Linked DNA regions of Danio rerio: region 2 is linked to region 1. A link is a contact called in public Micro-C data. All regions are on one chromosome and are shown on one strand. The core of a region is the stretch at or near the end of the contact, and the rest is flanking DNA. Distances in the headings are between cores, read along the strand shown. Region 1 holds the start of brcc3 (BRCA1/BRCA2-containing complex, subunit 3). Region 2 holds the start of kif4 (kinesin family member 4).

Region 1 (4,558 bases), core at 80-2,579:
GTGTGTGTGTGTGTGTGTGTGTGTGTGTAGTGTCTGTTAGTTTGTGTGTAGAGTGCTTGTTTGTGTAGTTTATGTGTGTGCGTGTGTGTGTAGAGTGCTTGTTTGTGTAGTTTATGTGTGTGTGTGTGTGTTGTCTGTTAGTTTGTGTGTAGAGTGCCAGTTTGTGTAGTTTATGTGTATGTGTGTGTGTGTGTGTGTGTAGTGTCTGTTAGTTTGTGTGTAGAGTGCTTGTTTGTGTAGTTTATGTGTGTGCGTGTGTGTGTAGAGTGCTTGTTTGTGTAGTTTATGTGTGTGTGTGTGTGTGTGTGTGTGTATGTGTGTGTGTTGTCTGTTAGTTTGTGTGTAGAGTGCCAGTTTGTGTAGTTTATGTGTGTGTGTGTGTGTGTGTGTGTGTGTGTGTGTGTAGTGTCTGTTAGTTTGTGTGTAGAGTGCCAGTTTGTGTAGTTTATGTGTGTGTGTGTGTGTGTGTGTGTGTGTGTGTGTGTGTGTGTGTGTGTGTGTGTGTGTAGAGTGCCTGTTTGTGTAGTTTGTGTGTGTGTAGTGTCTGTTAGTTTGCGTGTAGAGTGCCAGTTTGTGTAGTTTATGTGTGTGTGTGCGTGTGTGTAGTGTCTGTTAGTTTGTGTGTTGAGTGCCAGTTTGTGTAGTTTATGTGTGTGTGTGTGTGTGTGTGTGTGTGTGTGTGTGTAGTGTCTGTTAGTTTTTGTGTAGAGTGCCTGTTTGTGTAGTTTATGTGTGTGTGTGTGTGTGTGTGTGTGTGTGTATGTGTAGTGTCTGTTAGTTTGTGTGTAGAGTGCCTGTTTGTGTAGTTTATGTGTGTGTGTGTGTGTGTGTAGAGTGCCTCTTTGTGTAGTTTATGTGTGTGTATGTGTGTGTGTGTGTGTGTGTGTGTGTGTGTGTGTGTGTGTGTAAGGATATCTCGGCCTCGGTGGACGCTGCTGACAGCTGTTCTGGTGAAATCTCCACTCGGTCTTTCCTCTTGTCTGAGCGCCGCAGGATGATCACTGAATGAATGTGCACTATACGGTTCGTGTCCACCTGACAGAGACATACAGGCGTTATAACGCTTCATAAACACACATAGAGCACAGCATATGTTGAAAAACACCCTTATAAACAAACCTCTCCGATGCAGAGCCCCATCACCTCCTCTTTCTCGGTGCTCAGCGCGTGGTTCATACACACCAGAAACGCGTCCGACTCTAAATGCACCGCGTTGACAGCCATCGCGAACAGTAAAGTATAAAATGTATGATATTCTGCTTTGATTAGTTTGTTTTTGTTTATTACTGTACTACACTTCCACATCCGCGAAAAGTGCGCTACATTCTATTCCTTCCGACAGGAAACAAACAGGCGGATGGCAACAGAGATGACGGTGTGTGTGTGTGATGATCGGGGAGAACTACACTTATAATCAGTTATTATTTATGTAATATAAATGGACATTATTATATAAAAAAAGGAAAACAGCTATGTTTTTTAAATGCTACAACTGACATAAACGCAAGTAAAATAATTCATAATACGCTTTATTTTGAAACAAGACGTTTAAACACTAATAATTACTATTTAGAAACCCTAATTTTATTAAGTTCCTTTGTGTTTCTTTGTAAATTCCTTTTCTTTACTACATTGAGTGACTTTTATGCAGGTTATGTTCAATAATGTGCTTTTTGCAGCAGAGGGCGACACAGAACTGGATTAAACGTGTTTGTGACTAAATCATTTGTTGATAATAAAACATAAGCACATGACAAAACTGACAGCTTTTATTAACAATATAGCTCAAAAGAATATATGAAGATAATACAAACTATTTTATTGACACTAGCATCAAATGTATTTACCGCAGGAACATGTTTTCTCACCGGAGGACATTTAGAGCAGGACACACAGCTGCGAGAATGTTTTCGTTTATTTATTAAATTGCCAATTAAATTGTCTTTTATTAGCACCAACACCCACCCCAACCTTAAACATACCCCTCACAGTGATGTTAAAAATAGCAATTATTGTTATACAGGGTATAAAAACACTAATAAAAACACTATATTGACATGCGCATGCGCAATGTCCTTGGTCACGTCCTTGTGTTTACAAACAGCGCTGAACAGCATTGACTGAAAACAAAGCTCGAAGTCGGAGTTCATTTCATAGAATAAGATGTCACAGAAAGATCCATGTCAAAAACAGGCCTGCGCCATACAGAAATGTTTACAAGGTAGCTTTATACGCTGTCATTACTGTGTTCACCTCGTCGTATACAGGAAAACTACAGGCTGTTGTGTGACTTTTGTGTTTATCAGCTAACAGATACATTGAAAGCCGCTGTGAGGATGTGATTCGGGCTATGAAGAAGTGCTGTGAGCTCCACACAGGAGAAAACTCTGTCTGCTGCTCTGGATTTGCCAAAGAAAACAAACCTACAGACCCAAAGACATGATTACATTCAACAGAAGGATCTACAGTATGTGTATATGCTGCTACACATCATTAAACACTGTCATTTAGTGGATTTAGCATTGAAATCTTACACTCATGTCTTTAATACTGGTATATTTCCACAAATAAACTCCATTTAAAGAGACAGTACACCCAAAAAGGTCAATTCTGTCATCATCAGTAGTTACGTGTACAGGTGCTGGTCATATATTCAGAATATCTTCAAGTCCATTCAAGAAGTGAAACTTGTATAATGTATACAGTCAATCCACACAGACTGATATATTTCAAGTGTTTATTTCTTTTTTTCTAAAAATTAAAAGTAATCTTTTACTATTTTAATGGAACGGTAATTTAATTACCGTAACTAGTAACTTTATTTATATTTAAATAAAAAAGCAGTGAGAGATTACTTTTAATTTATAGGTAACTTAATTACAATTATTTATAATATACTTGCCTTAAATACTGTACATTAATTCAAACAAGCAGAGTAATATATATTCTATTTTTAAACTACAGAATATTAAATAAACTAATCAAGAGAACTGAGAATATGCTTAATAAAAAAATAGAGAAATTAGTTCACGACAATATATTATAAGGTGTAAATTCAGAGAAGCAGAGTAATTGTAAAATATATTTCTAACTGATATTTTGCATATTAACTTAATTATTTTTAAATCAAAATTTCAGCGAAACGTTTTACTCGTCCGACAGCTACACATGCTTAATAAACAATCCGATTTAAATGCATGCAGTATATGTGTAAAATGGTGTCCATACATTGAAACGCTTTGATGCATATTTTGTTTACATTATGATTGTTATTTCTTTAAAGTAAAATACAAGGTACCGTTTTACTTAAACATAGTTTTAAAAATTTAGTTTAGTTTATATTGCTTATGCATTGAGATTCATGTAATTAGTATTTAATCACATAATTCAATTACTTATTGAGTGACTAGGTTATTTTATAGACAAATTAGAGAAGTCATTTAAATACAATTGCAATAACTAGCAATTAATGCAACTCCGAAGTAACATGCTCGACTCCGCATGTATTATTTATATCATCTATCATAGTGAATGGCACGTTTAAAGTTTATTTTATTGACGTAAAACAATGAACATCATTTGGACAAGTTCAGATTTCCTCAAGTTGGAAAATACAGCAGGGGTTTGTAATAATACAATTCATAATCAGATCACATAATAGGAAATAAAAGAAAGTCAAATATCATAAGCATAAGCTGCAATTTAGAAAAAATAGATGATATATAAAATATCAAGAACACAATCAAAGTTGCTTAAATCCTGATTCACAACCTTTTAAACCCTTGATTTTGGAAATAATATCCAGATTTATTACAAAAAAATGCATGTGAATATTTGAGCTTGATGATATAATTCTGCAAGTTTGGATGTCGTTTTTTTTTTTTAAAGGCCTGCAAATATTTACATGTCTGAATTCAAGTCATGTACCAAAAAATACAGCAAAAATAATATTCAATGTAACAGGGGCTTAAAATAATGCACATCAAACCACTGAACTATACATTCTTCAATATATAAATGTTCATTACGGACACATTGCATCATGCCTACACAGATTAATGAGAAGTTTAACTGATAAAGCAGTGCTGAGTTAAATACAAGCTGCTGTATAAAGTGTTAATGACGTCCTCGGGGTGATCAGAAAGGCTCCTATGAGGCCAAACCGAGCAGAAACCCTCCTGCGAAACCTCCTGTCAGGACGATGTTGTTCTTGACAAACAGCTGCACCTGTACAGAGCCAGAAAACATTCACTATTCAACACTTCTGCTTTAAAACCCATTATTACAGGGCCAATCTATTCTGTAGACAATTGAAAACATGATTTCTTAAGAGGGCTAATAATATTGTCAGAATACTCGCCCTCCTGTGCTTTTCCTTTTTTTCTTTCTCAAATATTTCCCAAATGATGTTCAACAGAGCAAGGAAATTTTCACAGTGTTTCCTCTAATATTTGTTCTTTTGGAGAAAGTCTGATTTGTTTTATTTTGGCTAGAATAAAAGCAGTTTTAATTGTTTTAAACCCATTTAAAGGTCAATATTATTAGCCCCCTTCAGCAA
Region 2 (4,172 bases), core at 70-2,569, 150 kb after region 1:
TAATGGGCCAGTGGAAACGATATTACTGGATTAAAAAAAAAAAATCAATAAATACAAATTGAGATTTTCTAGCCAAATTATAAATAATGTGTGTTAAAACAAGTAAACTGCTCTGTGTCAGCTGTTATGGAGATAGAGGGGGAAAGTGGATGAAATGTTTCAACATCGACAACAGTTTCACAAATGTTTTTTAGCAAATAAAAAAATAATAATAATAATACAATTTGACACTATTTAAAATGCATATATGATTATGAACTAAACTCTTCAAGCATGAGCTCTAAATGTGGGATGACAGTTCAATCGACTTTTTTCTATATTATTTCAATTATATAGCCTCAAAATTTAAATTTCAACTTTATATTATATCTAAACTCTTTACAATATCTATATAAGTTACGTGTCTGGGAAATACACAACTTAAGCCAAGTTCAGACTTTAACCTTCATAATAGAATTTCAGGAATGTATTTATGCTAAATCTAAATAGTGAAATAATATTATCAGGTAATGACTATCAAAGTACAACACTGTTGACGGTCGAATAGTGCTAATGTTGTTTTGAAGTCATACTTATATGCAATTTCAGACCCAAGATTCAAAGTTGGCGTGGTAAACAATATTGAGAGGGTGTCAAGTTGTGGTTATTATAATAGGTGATTATAATTAATCTGTATAAACCTTTTAAATTCTGTTTTAGTATTTTATTGAACGCCAAAGTCCAAATATGTGTGAATATGAAACCACCTTCAACATTGCCTCAATAATAAAAACACTAGCTTTATGAAACTAATAACGTTAACGTTATAGCAGACAGCTCATAAATAGCTGTTTACAGTAACAAACAAAAAAAGGTTAGGCAAGGTTTAACAACTTTTGTCCACTAATGTGTGTATTAAACATAGTTAAAGTAAATAACTTGATTAAAGAAATACAATACAACGGGCCTAAAGCCTGACCGCACTTGACGCAATTATCCACAAACATCAAATACACTTTCTAATTTAACGTCACATGTATATAATGACTACACTCGAACTAAACATCGAAAAACTGTAAAAAAAATAGAAATAAAGAGCTTTAAGAACTGTGATATTATTGTGAACTCATCCTCACCTTCCGCTCTGCGTCAACCGCTATGGAGCTCGAAGAGAAAAGCGCATTAAACGTTATTTCTTACACAATATCGACAACAGTTTCAAACTAAACGACATAAATCATAATCCTAGTCGCCCTCGCATGAAAGTGCTATATTAAACAGACTCAAATAGACGCCGATAAAAGTTCCAGATGGATTAATCCGGGAATAGCGTTTATTTCTGAGTCGGAGGAAAGATCCTGCCCGCCACTTTCAAATAAGCAGCTCCACCTCCGGCGTCATGACGTCATCACGCAAATACACGTTCGACCTCACCGATTGAGTAAACAGAGCAACATTTTGGAGAGTACAGTTTTTTTATTGAACCAAAAGATTTTAAAAACACAAGACTTCTTTTATATTCTCAAGCAGAAAATTAAAAGTGACATTAATGTGAAAGTTCTACTACAAACGGATTAATTCTGTTTATAATGATTTCTCTTTATATTATAGATGTAGGTTTTGGGGTTTTACCAGGGTATTGCACTAAGCAAACGTTAAATATATTCATTCATTCGTTTTCTTTTCGGCTTAGTGCCTTGATTAATCCGGGGTCGATTAATAAAGATAATTTAATACATAATACGAATGATTATTATTAACTTCGAGCCGCAGCTGTATCCCTTCCATAGATATATACAGTATATAGTGTAAACATCTATGTTAGGCATACAGCTGCGGCATCTGTTCCAGCAACAGCTCCACTCCAGCACAGCAGCCGGCGGTGTGCGCTAGTGCAGCAGAAGAAAAAGGAAGCATAACCCGGAAGCGTTGTGTCCAGTCTGCTGCAACGACTGCATCGGCTGTTAGCAGGGCTGTAAGCCTAAAGATGGCAGGGGTGTTTGAGGTGGAGGTTGACGGAGTTGAACACGATCATGGACACGGACATCACGAGGACGGCAAGGTGCGAATACACTCATAAAACACACAGCAGAACAGATATTATACTGTATATAATGACAAGCCATTCATTCCTCAGATGTACAGCAGAGGGGGTCAGGCTCACAGGCTGCTCAGTCCTCCATGCCTGATTATTACACTATTGCGAAGGAGAATACTGAGTTCTATAGGGATATGGGGATTATTGATGTAGTGCAGAGTACACTGTGGGGTTTGTTGTCACAGAAGCGCATTATTGTTTCTTTCCGTATTACTATTATTAGCAGTGCTGTCAAACGCTTCCGTTATCTATCTATCTATCTATCTATCTATCTATCTATCTATCTATCTATCTATCTATCTATCTATCTATCTATCTATCTATCTATCTATCTATCTATCTATCTATCTATCTGTCTGTCTGTCTGTCTGTCTGTCAGATTGTCTGTCTGTTTATCTGTCTGTCTGTCAGTCAGATTACCTGTCTGTCAGACTACCTGTCTGTCTGTCAGATTACCTGTCTGTCTGTCTGTCTGTCTGTCTGTCTGTCTGTCAGACTACTTGTCTGTCTGTCTGTCAGATTACCTGTCTGTCTGTCAGATTGTCTGTCTGTCTGTCTGTCTGTCTGTCAGACTACCTGTCTGTCTGTCAGATTACCTGTCTGTCTGTCTGTCTGTCTGTCTGTCTGTCTGTCTGTCTGTCAGATTATCTGTCTGTCTGTTTGTCTGTCTGTCTGTTGTCAGACTACCTGTCTGTCAGACTACCTGTCTGTCTGTCTGTCTGTCTGTCTTTCAGACTACCTGTCTGTCTGTCTGTCTGTCTGTCTGTCTGTCTGTCTGTCAGATTACCTGTCTGTCAGATTGTCTGTCTGTCTGTCTGTCAGACTACCTATCTGTCTGTCTGTCTGTCTGTTAGATTACCTGTCTGTCTGTCAGATTGTCTGTCTGTCTGTCTGTCAGACTACCTGTCTGTCTGTCTGTCTGTCTTTCAGACTACCTGTCTGTCTGTCTGTCTGTTAGATTACCTGTCTGTCTGTCTGTCTGTCAGATTGTTTGTCTGTCTGTCTGTCTGTCTGTCTGTCAGACTACCTGTCTGTCTGTCTGTCAGACTACCTGTCTGTCTGTCTGTCTGTCAGACTACCTGTCTGTCTGTCTGTCAGATTACCTGTCTGTCTTTTAGATTGTCTGTCTGTCTGTCTGTCTGTCTTTCAGATTGTCTGTCTGTCTGTCTGTCTGTCTGTTGTCAGACTACCTGTCTGTCAGACTACCTGTCTGTCTGTCTGTCAGACTACCTATCTGTCTGTCTGTCTGTCAGATTGTCTGTCTGTCAGTCTGTCTGTCTGTCTGTCAGATTGTCTGTCTGTCTGTCTGTCTGTCTGTCTGTCTGTCAGATTGTCTGTCTGTCTGTCTGTCTGTCTGTCTGTCTGTCTGTCAGATTGTCTGTCTGTCTGTCTGTCTGTCTGTCTGTCTGTCAGATTGTCTGTCTGTCTGTCAGATTGTCTGTCTGTCTGTCTGTCTGTCAGATTGTCTGTCTGTCTGTCTGTCTGTCTGTCAGATTGTCTGTCTGTCTGTCTGTCTGTCTGTCTGTAATCTATCTTGTAAATAGTTATTCAACATGTTAGTGAACTGTGAAATTTAGTAATGTGCATGATTCAAGCATTTTTGCTCTGTAAATGTGGAACAGAAGGGTAGAATTAATATGTGTTGTGTTTCAACAGATTGATTTGTCCAGGCTCTCACCAGAGGAGAAGTGGAGGTCTGTGTCTTTCTTTATTCATCTATTATATTGAATCATGCATACAATGAAGACTATAGTGTTATTTTTACATCAGCTTTTTCAATTGATGTACCTGAATACTGTTAGACTCAGCATAAAACACTGTATATTTCACTTTTATCTTTGCTCTATTCTCATTTTCTATGTCTTTTTATGCATAAATTCCCTCACTTACAGAATAATCTCAAATCTACCTTAAATATAGAATACTTTCCTAATAGAGCTGTTCAAGCTATCTGGTGAATTTGTATTCAAATTGTAATGTATACTTCCTAAAAAACTAAATATCACCATGTTGTATTTTCCATGTCGTGCAGCCCTAGTTACTGTAGGAGGAAGTGTAGAGTCTTGAGCACATCTGAAACCATTTCGCCCAATTC

What was found. A called contact is a pair of places that touch in the nucleus more often than the background predicts.
Region 2: a contact with region 1 is called in a Micro-C map of caudal fin, with 5 times the contacts expected there. The contact joins the promoter of kif4 here to the promoter of brcc3 in region 1. A contact is called at or near these places in 1 of 18 Hi-C or Micro-C datasets (caudal fin) and 2 of 4 datasets of contacts at active chromatin or transcription factors (embryo and gastrula embryo).

The regions. Positions count from the first base shown.
Region 1 is chr21:48,840,971-48,845,528 of GRCz12tu, forward strand. It overlaps brcc3 (BRCA1/BRCA2-containing complex, subunit 3), which reads right to left and starts at 1,330. Exons shown (of 8, transcript NM_001423851.1): 1 at 1,120-1,330; 2 at 916-1,035. The coding sequence starts at 1,305. cmc4 (C-x(9)-C motif containing 4 homolog (S. cerevisiae)) reads left to right here and starts at 2,085. Exons shown (of 2, transcript NM_001303002.1): 1 at 2,085-2,221; 2 at 2,307-2,597. The coding sequence starts at 2,164. The coding sequence ends at 2,443. fundc2 (fun14 domain containing 2) reads right to left here. Exons shown (of 6, transcript NM_001005954.1): 6 at 3,539-4,227. The coding sequence ends at 4,150.
Region 2 is chr21:48,986,702-48,990,873 of GRCz12tu, forward strand. It overlaps kif4 (kinesin family member 4), which reads right to left and starts at 1,320. Exons shown (of 31, transcript NM_200823.1): 1 at 1,116-1,320. rnf121 (ring finger protein 121) reads left to right here and starts at 1,935. Exons shown (of 9, transcript NM_001308556.1): 1 at 1,935-2,041; 2 at 3,734-3,771. The coding sequence starts at 1,967.